2 separate regions of the Zea mays genome follow, and region 2 is linked to region 1. The links are chromatin contacts, called in public Hi-C maps. All regions are on one chromosome and are shown on one strand. Each heading gives the region's core, a stretch centred on a gene start, on an enhancer-like site or on the middle of the called end of the contact. The rest is flanking DNA. Distances are from core to core; before and after follow the strand shown.

Region 1 (5,532 bases), core at 1,242-3,741:
TACGCGTTCGAGATGTTAACGACCCCGGCCGGCGGCGACCTGGTGCCAGACACGGTGGCGACGACCCACTAACCTCGCGAGTCGCGCACGAGAGAGAGACAGAGACGCCCACTGACTCCGCCCACCTGTACTACCATACCACCATCCAGCAGCAGATAGGCGGGCGCCGCGCCGGCACGCACGTTTACGGGGCCCCGTCGCTGATTGCTTTGACGGGGTCGGGCGGGCGGCACGTACGCCGCAGGCGCAGGCCGTCGCTGTCCCTCTCTTTCTCCACTCCAGAGGTCCCCCACGCCACACTGACCCCCGTCCCCTTTATTTTCTTTTTTTTTTCCACGGCGCGGGCGGCAGCGCACGAATGATTCCGCGGCCGGATCCGTTGCGTGATCCGCCAACCATGCCACTGCTTCGCCTGGGCCCGCACGGTCCTCCGCGCCGCTGGTTGGTCGCGATTTCTTTAGGCGCAAGTGTGTGTGTGTCGGCCGGGCGGATTAGCGTCTGTTAAATCCAGATCCGGCCGGCGCGCGGTTCCGTGGCGTGGGGCAGCCCGCCGGCCGAAAATCCTCACGAAACTTGGACGCTGCCGGCTTTGCTTGTGGCTCTGCCCGTCTCTAAATTCTGTACGGAGACTGTTAAGACAAACAATCATTGCATATAAAAAAAAGGTAGCGGTAGCGGTAGTAAACGCTGTGTCTTCCATTCCCAACGGGTCTACGGTAAAAATAAATACGTACTTAGTCCGTTTTGAATGTGTGTCTAGTACTGAAGTCCAAACATATAAATTCAGTAGTATAACCAGGGTTTATCTCTTTTTGAGGAAACATCGTAAGAACGGCCATCTTTTTTTTTTTTTTTTGCCCCTAAGGACATTCGAATGCATGGAACACGCGGTCGAGGAAGGAGGCGGTGTGGGAGAGAGAAGAAAAAAGTTCTCTACGAGGCTTGATCCGGTTGCTCTCATGCTGAGCATAGCATTCCCCACTAAAAGAGAAGGCGCTTTTGGCTGCCAGTGCCACCACCCCCGCCCAGAAGCTTCCGTTCAGATTGATTGATGAACACAGAAAGTTGGGAAAGGCTGCCGTGGCGTGGCGACGACGAGCAACCGTCCGATCTGCACACCTCACCCACCACACGCACACGGGCTGGCCGGCCCGAGGTGTCCAGATCAACGAGCACCGCTTCCCACCTCACAAATGGACAAGGACAGTGTGCGGTGCGGCGCCCGTGCCCTGGTAGTAGTAGTACTCGGCGTCGATCGGGATGGAACGGAAAGGAAAAAGGCCCAGTGGTCCTCCTCGCCCGGCGTGTGTGGTGTGGTGGCGCGGAGCGGAGCGGAGCCGGGGGCGGCGAGGGCGCGTCGCCACCCGTCATGCCCACGGGACGCAACGCACGTCGCGACCGGCGCGTGGCTGTCGGTCCACGCGCGCGCGCACCTCCACCGCTTTCAATGCGGGAGCGCGGGCGGAGGAAACGGTTGGTGGTGGCGACGCGATCCAGGCGCGGCAGTCGGCAGGCGGCCAAGCGACCGCGGAGCCCGGCCGATGCCGACACTTGGCCCGGGCCCCACGATGGCCTCGCCTCGAACGGGCCGCTGCCGTCTAACGTGCCGTCGTCACGGCGGGCTGTCCCACTCCACTCGGCGTTGCGTTTTACTTTATTATTATTATTAACGTCCAGCCCGGCGCCGCGCCACTTTACGTGGTAACCAGTAGTACCTGTACCACTACGGACGGGCTAAGCGGTGCGGCGGGCGGCTTTATCGGCTTGCGCACAGCTGCCTGAGCCGACCCCATTGGACGTCACGCCCGCCCCGCGCCGACGATGCGCGGAAAGAGAGAGGGAGGTGGCGTGCACTGCAGTCGGTCCAGTCAGTCCCTCGCCCTCGGCGGATGGTCCACGTGCCTGTGCGCGCACGCGGGCGGCGAGGATGGTTGGTTGCCTGGCTGGCTGCGAGTGCCGCGCAGACAGCGGCTCGGGACGCACGGATCGTGATGCGTCCTTGCGCCGGGGGGGCCCCACGCCGTCCGTGACTGACGTGCTCCCGTAACGTGCCGCCCCACTGCACCCGCGGCGGCTATGATGCCTTTTGTTTACGGAATACTATGGGATCATGTCTTTTTACACACCGGCACCTTGCTCAAACCCTTTTTTTTTACTTATTCATTATTCCATCTGGCTCTTCTGGACTCTATTTTATCAAAGCAGTTTTGTGAATCGAAGCCCTCCTTGTCCGAGCAATTTTCCGCTCCACCGGGGTCACGTCACGGCGGAAACAAAAACAAAAGGCAGTCTTGTAAAGACGAGGGGCGGGGCGGCTGCCTGCGCGGACACCGGACAGTCAAAGCGCTCGTCCCTGACTGGTGACTGCGCCGAGTTTTATTCCTTGTTGCCGCTCCACCACCCGCTCTCGCCATTGCCACCCTTTTTAACCCCCCCTTCCTCTCCTCCACCACCGCTATAAGTCCCTCCTCCGCTCTCCTCTCCCACCTCAAATCCCAGACGCCACGCCACCCAACACATACAAACACACGCACGCGCGCGCGCGCGCCTCCCGCTGTTCCGCAAAACAAAGGAAACGAAGGAGAGGAGGCCATGGCGCCGAGAACGTCAGAGAAAACCATGGCACCGGCGGCGGCCGCTGCCACGGGGCTCGCGCTCAGCGTCGGCGGCGGCGGCGGGGCCGGCGGCCCGCACTACAGAGGCGTGAGGAAGCGGCCGTGGGGCCGGTACGCGGCGGAGATCCGCGACCCGGCGAAGAAGAGCCGGGTGTGGCTCGGCACCTACGACACGGCCGAGGACGCCGCGCGGGCCTACGACGCCGCCGCGCGCGAGTACCGCGGCGCCAAGGCCAAGACCAACTTCCCTTACCCCTCGTGCGTGCCCCTCTCCGCAGCCGGTTGCCGGAGCAGCAACAGCAGCACCGTCGAGTCCTTCAGCAGCGACGCGCAGGCGCCCATGCAGGCCATGCCGCTCCCGCCGTCGCTCGAGCTGGACCTGTTCCACCGCGCGGCGGCCGCGGCCACGGGCACGGGCGCTGCCGCCGTACGCTTCCCTTTCGGCAGCATCCCCGTTACGCACCCGTACTACTTCTTCGGGCAGGCCGCAGCCGCAGCCGCGGAAGCAGGGTGCCGTGTGCTCAAGCTGGCGCCGGCGGTCACCGTGGCGCAGAGCGACTCCGACTGTTCGTCGGTAGTGGATCTGTCGCCGTCGCCACCGGCCGCTGTGTCGGCGAGGAAGCCCGCCGCGTTCGATCTCGACCTGAACTGCTCACCGCCGACGGAGGCGGAAGCCTAGTCGTCGAAGCTTTTAATGACTGTCTGTCTTCTTAGTTCTTTCTTCTCCTTTTTCTCGAGGAAAATTCGGTACTACTAAGCTGAGAGACGCTCTCCTCCGACAGACGACGTCGACGACGGGCATTTTTGTAAATAGTTTTTGCGCCGGGACCTTTTTAGTTTATGATGAAAGCTGTATTGTCACCGAAGACAGGTCCTGCCGGCGTTGTTATGGACCGGATTACTATATTATATTATGCACTACTAGTATTTTGATAGCCATGAGAAACGGCCGGCCGAGAAAACCCACAACGAAAAACTCTACTTATTTATCGTTCTCAGAAACTGAAGCGAGATTTTCTTAAAATGAACGGCGAGCATCGTAGTTTCATTTAAGGCTTGCTTGCAATCCATGCAACGTCGCCTTTATTGGTCGGTTAAAGACGCATCAAAGCGAGTCGACCGGTCGTCTCGTCCGGCGTAGACACTCACCGTGTCCGTTTCAGAACGACGAGAGCACCGCAGATCCAGCCGCTAAAACAATGTGCAGTGCACCGCTCAAGTTCTGAAAACTTGTGGGTAGTTGGCACGACCAGTGGCGCAGGAGACGGAGGCGGCATCGCTGTCGGTTTCACCTCCCACGCCACGCTACAGCCGCTGCGCCGACGGAGAGAATATAATTTTGCGTGCTACGTGCCTTCTCGAGTCGTTTTCCCGGCCAGGCTGTTTGTTAATTACGTGGAGAAGGATCAGACATGTGCTTTGCTGGTGCTGGCGTCGCCGCTGATCCAAGGTGACGCATGCGGATAACGAGCGAGTAAACACAGGCGATCGACCAGCCTGTTTGTATTCTCAGGTTTTAACATTCTGGTTTTTGGAAACTGGATAAGATTCAAACAGGCCAGTTTTTTGTTGTCAGCTCTTACTACCAAAATTTTTAAAACAGGAAGGCCAGCTTCTTAAAAAGCCAAGCGGCCGCAGCCGGCAGGGCAGCAGGGGCGGATGGATCTTTCGCCGCCCCGTCCGTCGGTGTGCGCGTACGGCGCGATCGTCCTGCCTGTGTGCTGTGCTGTGCTGTGCGTGCGCTGGGCTGGCAGTGGCAGTGGCAGGTCGTGGTTGCCCTTTCCGCTCGTGATCTCGGGAGTAACGTGAGCGTGCGGTCGACGCCCCCACGGCCCACGGGTGCGCGGCGCTGCCGGCCACAGCCTGCCGTCCAGGGGCGGGAGCCGGGAGCGGGATCCGCCCTGCGCGCCTCGGCCCACGCAAGCACGCACGCACCAGCCCCGCGGCGCGCGGGGATACGAAATCGTACCTGCCCGTCCCGCGTGGGAGGCGGTCGCCCATTGGCTGGCGTCCGTGGTGCGTGCACGCGGGCGCGGGCGGGTAAAGCGGTGGGAGGAGGGGGGGAGGACCTGTCTGTCCTGGCGTGCGTGGTCCGCGCCGGACAGGGACAGGCGCGCGAGCTGGGGCCTGGGGGGGCGGCGGCATCGGGGGGCGCTGATTCGCGCGGCGGCCGTTTCGCCCTCGCTCTCGGGGCGGGGCCCGCGGCCACCATCGGAAGGTCGTCGCGCAGCGCACGGCGCCACCCGCGGCTGCTTCCTCGTCTGTGCGTTCTCTTCTTTTCTTTCTTTTTTTCTATTGCTTTTCCGGCTCGACAGCTTTCAGCTTGTTCGCTGCGGCTTGCTGCGGCTGCAATCCGGCTGCGGCTGCGGCTTCTACAGTATTTTTCTCTTTATGGATTGCAGCTGCAGCAGTCCAAACAGCTGCAACAGTGTCGGCTTGCAGCCAACCGAACACGCCAGGGCAGGCTCCCGGGATTTCGTTGCGCTGCAGCTACCTACCCGCTGCTCCACCATCCCAAACGTCACACGGAACATCAGATTCAGCTGCTGCCATGAAGAAATACATGTCTATTTAGTACTAAAAAAATCACTGTGAGTCTGTGACCAAATCTGCTACAGTTCTCTCCGAAGGAGATTTTTTTTTTATATAAAAAAGGGGAATCTGAAGGAGGAGCAAGTGGAGTTGTGCTGGGTGCTAGCTATACGGATCACTCGAGCTGGCCTGCTGAGGCGTGGGGCCCATGGGACTACTCGCTCGAGTTGGATATGGCTACGCTAGGCGGCTAACGCCGGCAACACTTTATTATCACGCGCAGCCAGCCGCGCGCCAAAAGTTGGTGGTGCCCACTGGTCCCGCAGGCCTAGCCCTAAAACTTAGCTGGGCCGCGGATCCCAAGAAGACCAAGAAAAGTCGGACA
Region 2 (5,532 bases), core at 1,705-4,204, 150 kb before region 1:
GAATAATTCCTGCAAAATAGGATCATAACAGAGACAGATGGTCAGGCACGCACATTTTGCACGTAATGCTACTTACAGTTTTACAAATGAAAAACTTACAGAACCTAGCTTCTATTGTAAACCAACTAGTACTAGGAGCACATAAAGAAAAAGATTATAAATGTGACGAGTTTGACTTTCAGGCTTTTCTGAGAGTTAAAAGAAAAAGATACATAATTCATGTACATCTGCTTATTTTTTGGAAGATAACAACAACTAACATACTTGCACACATGTATTCTATGGAATTTGCTGGTTTCCTATTTTGTAGCAAATATTAATAATAACCTGACATCTAATAACAGTAAGGATCCTTGGGGAACTTGCTCAGCAAGATAGCCTCTTTTGTATGGCTTTTCTTCCTCTCTTTTATATAAGATGTGCAGTTCTCCTGCGCGTTCGAGAAAAAAAAAACAGTAACATCTAACTACAATTGAAAGTTAAGTTATCAGAAGAGAACCCGTCCAAAATAAAGAGGAACTCTGAAAATGAAAAGCAAGTTGACAAAGATATCATTACCTAGGCATATAGGGCATTGCACTTCCTTCCGAACATCCACTAATTTCACAAGCGTAAACCTGTAGTAAGAAAACATTCAGGTAGCAGTATGAATCTTTTGACCGTAGCGAGGACAAATCCTTTATTATTCATTTTTATTAAAAAAACATTCAGGTAGCAGTATGGAACTTTTGACCGTAGTGAGGATAAATCCTTTATTATTCATGTTTACATCAATCATGTATCCACAATCTATGGAACACAAAATCCACCACAAGATCATTATATAGCTATGAAATGGAGAAGGTGATGTTCACCATGACATAAGAGAATGACAGAACAAGATGAAAAGAGCTTGAAATTAGTAGCCCTTCCTTTTTTTTGGCAGGAAACTGATACTATTAGCACTTATACAGTAATTGGACCCCAGAGAGAACTCTTAAGCTTTCCAACTCATATTGGTGGACTCAATGAAGCTATAGGGTCCCAAAGCCACCCACAATAATAGGATTTCTACCAGAAATATGCTACAAAATTATCCAGACTGAATATTGATCTTGTAGCAATTGAGGAGCTGATTTGCACCTTCTAACAAGTAATCAATTACCAAATGCAGGACAGAGAAATGCAGGGTATAAACCGTATAATGGGAAAAATGATAAGTAAAGACGTAAGAAATCAGATGCAGTCTATAAAATTTGGAAGCACGGGAAGACATCAAAACAGCTGATGGCGAGGTCATACACTATATATCAAAAGACCAAGAGAAGCTTCTGCACCAAACCGAGTTAGGCACTAACAGGGTAAGCACTATCACGGTCATGGGTGATCAGGAATCAGGGTCGCAACAGTAGAACAAGATACCAGATACTCGGAGCTTGACAGCACACTCCATGACTGAAAAAATGAAACTCTTGCAACGAACAACTGGAAACACGAACAGATACCTCGCAACCCCCCCCCCCCCCAAGAAGATAATATATGGGATTAATGACCTTGAATGTCACTCCAGAACCAGATGTTAATGTTAAGAGAACAGCATCTCCACGAGCCCCGTTGTATACAAAGAATACGGGTGCACAAGGAGGCTCACAAGGTCGCCTACGCATGCCAAGACGCCAAGACCATTGCGATCCTGGAGGTCAGGCTAGCAGCGACAAAAAGGATACAGGAAATAGTTCGCCGTAGACATACACGATTCAGGAGCAAGAAAAATAGGCAACTGTTCCAGTGGGCAGCTGAACCACGATGAACAAGAGGGCCCATTCAGCTGTGGGCTGTGGCTGGCGGCTCCGGCAGAACAGTTTGGGCAAGCGACGATCCACCTCGGATGCACCCGCCGGCATTTGCCGTCACGAGCACGGCGCCTCCGGAACCGTGCGACATGACGAAAGCATGCATGCTAAGATCCCAGGCCCTGGCGGTGATGGGAGCGATTCCGCCGCCGCGCACAACGAAGCAGCACAGGCACAGCCGGCTCGACCGAACAAGAGCAAGAGCAACTCAAGGTGGCCTGCCGCCGCCAGTACGCCACGAGGAACGGACGAACCCGAGCGGGCTCGCGGGTCCACAACACTACGAAGATCCCACGCCTCGGAGGCGAAGGGAGCGCTCGAGCCGACATCACCACGACGAAAGCGGCGGCCGCCAGGGCTGGCGGGTGGACTGAGCACCTCCCGTCGACAGCCTCTGCCGTCACCCGGCCGAACGGGAGCTGGCGCACGGGGACGTGACGACAGGACACCGCCAAATCGCTACGGGCGGCAGAGCAGACGGCGGTGGAGGAGACGGGGAAGAGCGGAGGAGAAGGGAGGGAGGGGGGAGTCCACGGTTTACTTACTCGTCCATCACGCCGTCACTCTGCGACGACTGGCTGTCGCAGTCGTCGTCGCCTCCGCTCCCGCTCCCGTCCCCGCCGCCGCCGCCTTCGCGGTCTCCTTCCTCCTCGTCGTCAGCGTCGGAATCTGCCAAGCCCACCAGAGAAGCACGCGCTCAGCGACACCCTTAGAGACGCAGCACCGCGCGACGCGTACGCGCATCGCGAGAAGATGACCCGAGTCGGCGGGCCGCGCGTCGTTGAAAGCCCAGTAGTACCGTGGCGCTGGTCCTTGGCCTGCAGCGGCCCGCCGTCCCGCTCCTCCACTCCGTTCAGCGTCACCTTCGGCGACCGTTGGTCGGCCCCGCCGCAGCCGTCCGCGTCGGCGCCAGGAGCTTCCTCGACGTCGGCGTCGGAGCCGGGCGAGGCAGACGACGGGAGCGGGCGCTTCTGCGCGGGCATTCCGGCCGCTAGCTCGGCTCGGCGCGCGGCGTTCCTGCCTAGTGGGAACGAGGAGGAGCCGATGAGGGAAGGGAGGTCAGGTGGTGCGTGGTGGGTGGAAGGAAGCGGCTCGAGCTGATGGAGGCGGAGAGCGAGAGGAAAAGGAAGGAGACTAGGCGAACGCGAACGCGAGGCAGGGGAAGGGGGTGCCCGGTGCGGGCCGTGCAGCGCTGCCCCTGCCCCTGTGTCGTGTAACTTTGGGTTGGTGCCGATGCGCGTGGCCGCGTGCGGCGACTGCTCGGCTCGACTCGCTGGCTGCCTGCCTCCTGCCGCTCCCTGCGCTCTCGGGCCTCCTTTTCTTCTCTGTTTCTCGTTTGCCGTTGTTGAGTACGCGAGGTGGTCAGGTGGAGGCGCGACGCCCGGCCGCGGTACAGGCGTGGCCGTGCGAGTCTCGTAACTGTCGGATGCAAGATGCAACGGGAGCCGGCCCTTTGATCCAGGGGAACAAATTTGTATATGCACCTTAGGTTGTATAGAGAATAGCGTTTGGACGGAGCGACGATGAAAGAGGAAGAGTGATGAGATGTGATCATTTTAACTTTACCCGTGTTTGGTTTGGAGGTCCAGAGTCAGAGTCAAATAATATTCTTAAAAAATGGTGAATGTGGTCATCCTCAAAAAATAAGAGGCGGAATCAGTCCAGGGATTGATATTGTCCCATCCCTCATTGACACCGAACCAAACAATGTAATAACAAAGTTCACAAAAATATACATTTTTCCACTCTACTTCAATTATATATAAAATTTCATTACATAAAACTAATAAAAAATTAAAATTCATGACAAGTTTAGATTAAAAAATCGTCTATAATTTTGTCTTTCTTATTACAACTAACAATTTTAAACTTGAAAATTTGTATTTGTTGGCAAGAACAGATTAGGGTTCCGAGTTTTTTGTTGTGTTTGTTGGCAAGAATCACATTATTAACTCAAAATTTTGTTGGTAACGGGTCCAGCCCCCCTCCTCTATAAAAGCAGAGGAATACAACCGAAACTGATTTAATCAATCAATCGAACCCTCAATCAATACAATTTACATTTATTCTTAGTAGTAGTTATAGTCTAGTTCTAGGTTAGTCTTCCAATCCCCAAATTATTCGCTTCTCTTCGACTCTACGTCGATTAGAGGAGTCTAGGTTGGCCTGCCGAGCCTAGACATCTCCTAGGATCTCTCCTCCCCGACGGGGTCCCTCCCGGGAGCGAGATCCAGGCGCCGCCGGCGACTTCCGCCGCCCCTGCGCACGCGCGGACCGTCCGGCCGTCAGGCAGAAAACCCTAGCCCTGCGCCAGGCCGCGGACCGCCCGACCCCTGGCCACGGACCGTCCGCCCTTGTGCAGAGAGCACCACCACAGTTCGTGTTGAGTGATTGGCGCCCGAAAAAGGTGTCAACATACTTTTGACGACTCCGCTGGGGACAAGACGTCTAGACCTATCAAATCGGCCCTCAATGGTCGTTTCAAGGGATAGTTCTCAATTCTCCCCCAGCAACATTATAGAGCCGACTTGGTGTGAATCATCTAGACCCCTTAGTGATGTTTTGGTAATTAATAACAACTATTTGTGGATTAACAGTTCTTAGAGAAATAAGAATGCAGGTTGGACCACAGAGAACAGAAAATCTTGGAGACTTATAAGCATTGGTTGTGGATCAAGTGAAGGCAAAGGTATAACATAGTTTTTTGTTTTTGTCGGTCTCCAGGAGTTTAGAGAAGACATTTGACCGGATTAGTAGGCTAGATGGCCGTACTATTAAGAGGGGTCAATGAATTTGGTCTGTGTAAAACTTAGTGCCTCATAGAGCATCTAGTGGTTGCATTTGCATGAGGTCTAACAGCGCTTCCGGTTTCGAGAGTTAAAAATCTTTTCGAAAGCGTGTTTAAAAAGTTGCTAAGTCATGGGGTTGGCGGACCGTCCGGGCCAAGTGGGCGGACCGTCTGCGATCCATCCAGTGGGGTCCGAAGTATGTTCACTTTGGACTGGTCCTGTATGTTTGTATTGCGGACCGTCCGGGCCTTGGGGCCGGACCGTCCGCAGTCCTGACCAGAGAGGGTCGCCCTCTGCACAGTCCCTGTGTAATTGTGCGGACTGTCCGGCCGGGGTCGGCGGACCGTTCGCAGGTGCCAAATTTGTTTGGGCAGGGACTGTGTGGTTTTGGGCACTTGTACTACGGACTGTCCGGGGCCAGAGCCCGGATAGTACTAACTCCCAGGTCGCGGATCGTTCGGCCTTGTATGACGGACTGTCCTCATGTGTTAACTCATCGTGGTCAGAGCTCTGGTGCTCCTTGTTGCCAGGTCTCGGATGGTCCGGCCAAGGTTGGCGGACTGTCCGAACTTCGCTTTTCTGACAGCTCTGACAGATTTCAAATGGGAAAACTAGCCGTTACTTGTACGGCGGGCCGTCCGGCCTAAGGGCGCGGACCGTCCGCGTGTGCGCAGAAATTGTGCTAGTTGCACATAACGGTTAGAATTGTGAGGTGGGCTATAAATAGAAGGGGAGCTTGTGTGTGAGGGCTCTCTTGGCCATTCCTTGCACACATTGAGCTCATTTGTGATCCTCCCACTCATTCTCTCACACTCCTTGCTTGAGATTGCATTCTAGTGAGAGATTGAGAGTTCCTAGTGCATTTGCATCCATTGGTGATTCTTGAGGCACTAGGTGATACATTGGGCAAG

The links. Hi-C and Micro-C count contacts between places; a contact is called where the count stands out from the background.
Region 2: a Hi-C map of bundle sheath shows a contact between it and region 1, with 2.3 times the contacts expected there. The contact joins the promoter of LOC100281596 here to the promoter of LOC100280582 in region 1. A contact is called at or near these places in 8 of 25 Hi-C or Micro-C datasets (bundle sheath, ear, leaf and 1 more).

Annotation. Positions count from the first base shown.
Region 1 is chr8:123,727,960-123,733,491 of Zm-B73-REFERENCE-NAM-5.0, reverse strand. LOC100280582 reads left to right here and starts at 2,491. Exons shown (of 1, transcript NM_001153501.2): 1 at 2,491-3,554. The coding sequence starts at 2,593. The coding sequence ends at 3,294.
Region 2 is chr8:123,875,056-123,880,587 of Zm-B73-REFERENCE-NAM-5.0, reverse strand. LOC100281596 (Putative E3 ubiquitin-protein ligase RING1) reads right to left here and starts at 2,954. Exons shown (of 10, transcript NM_001154515.2): 1 at 2,632-2,954; 2 at 2,378-2,501; 3 at 559-617; 4 at 1-9. The coding sequence starts at 2,815.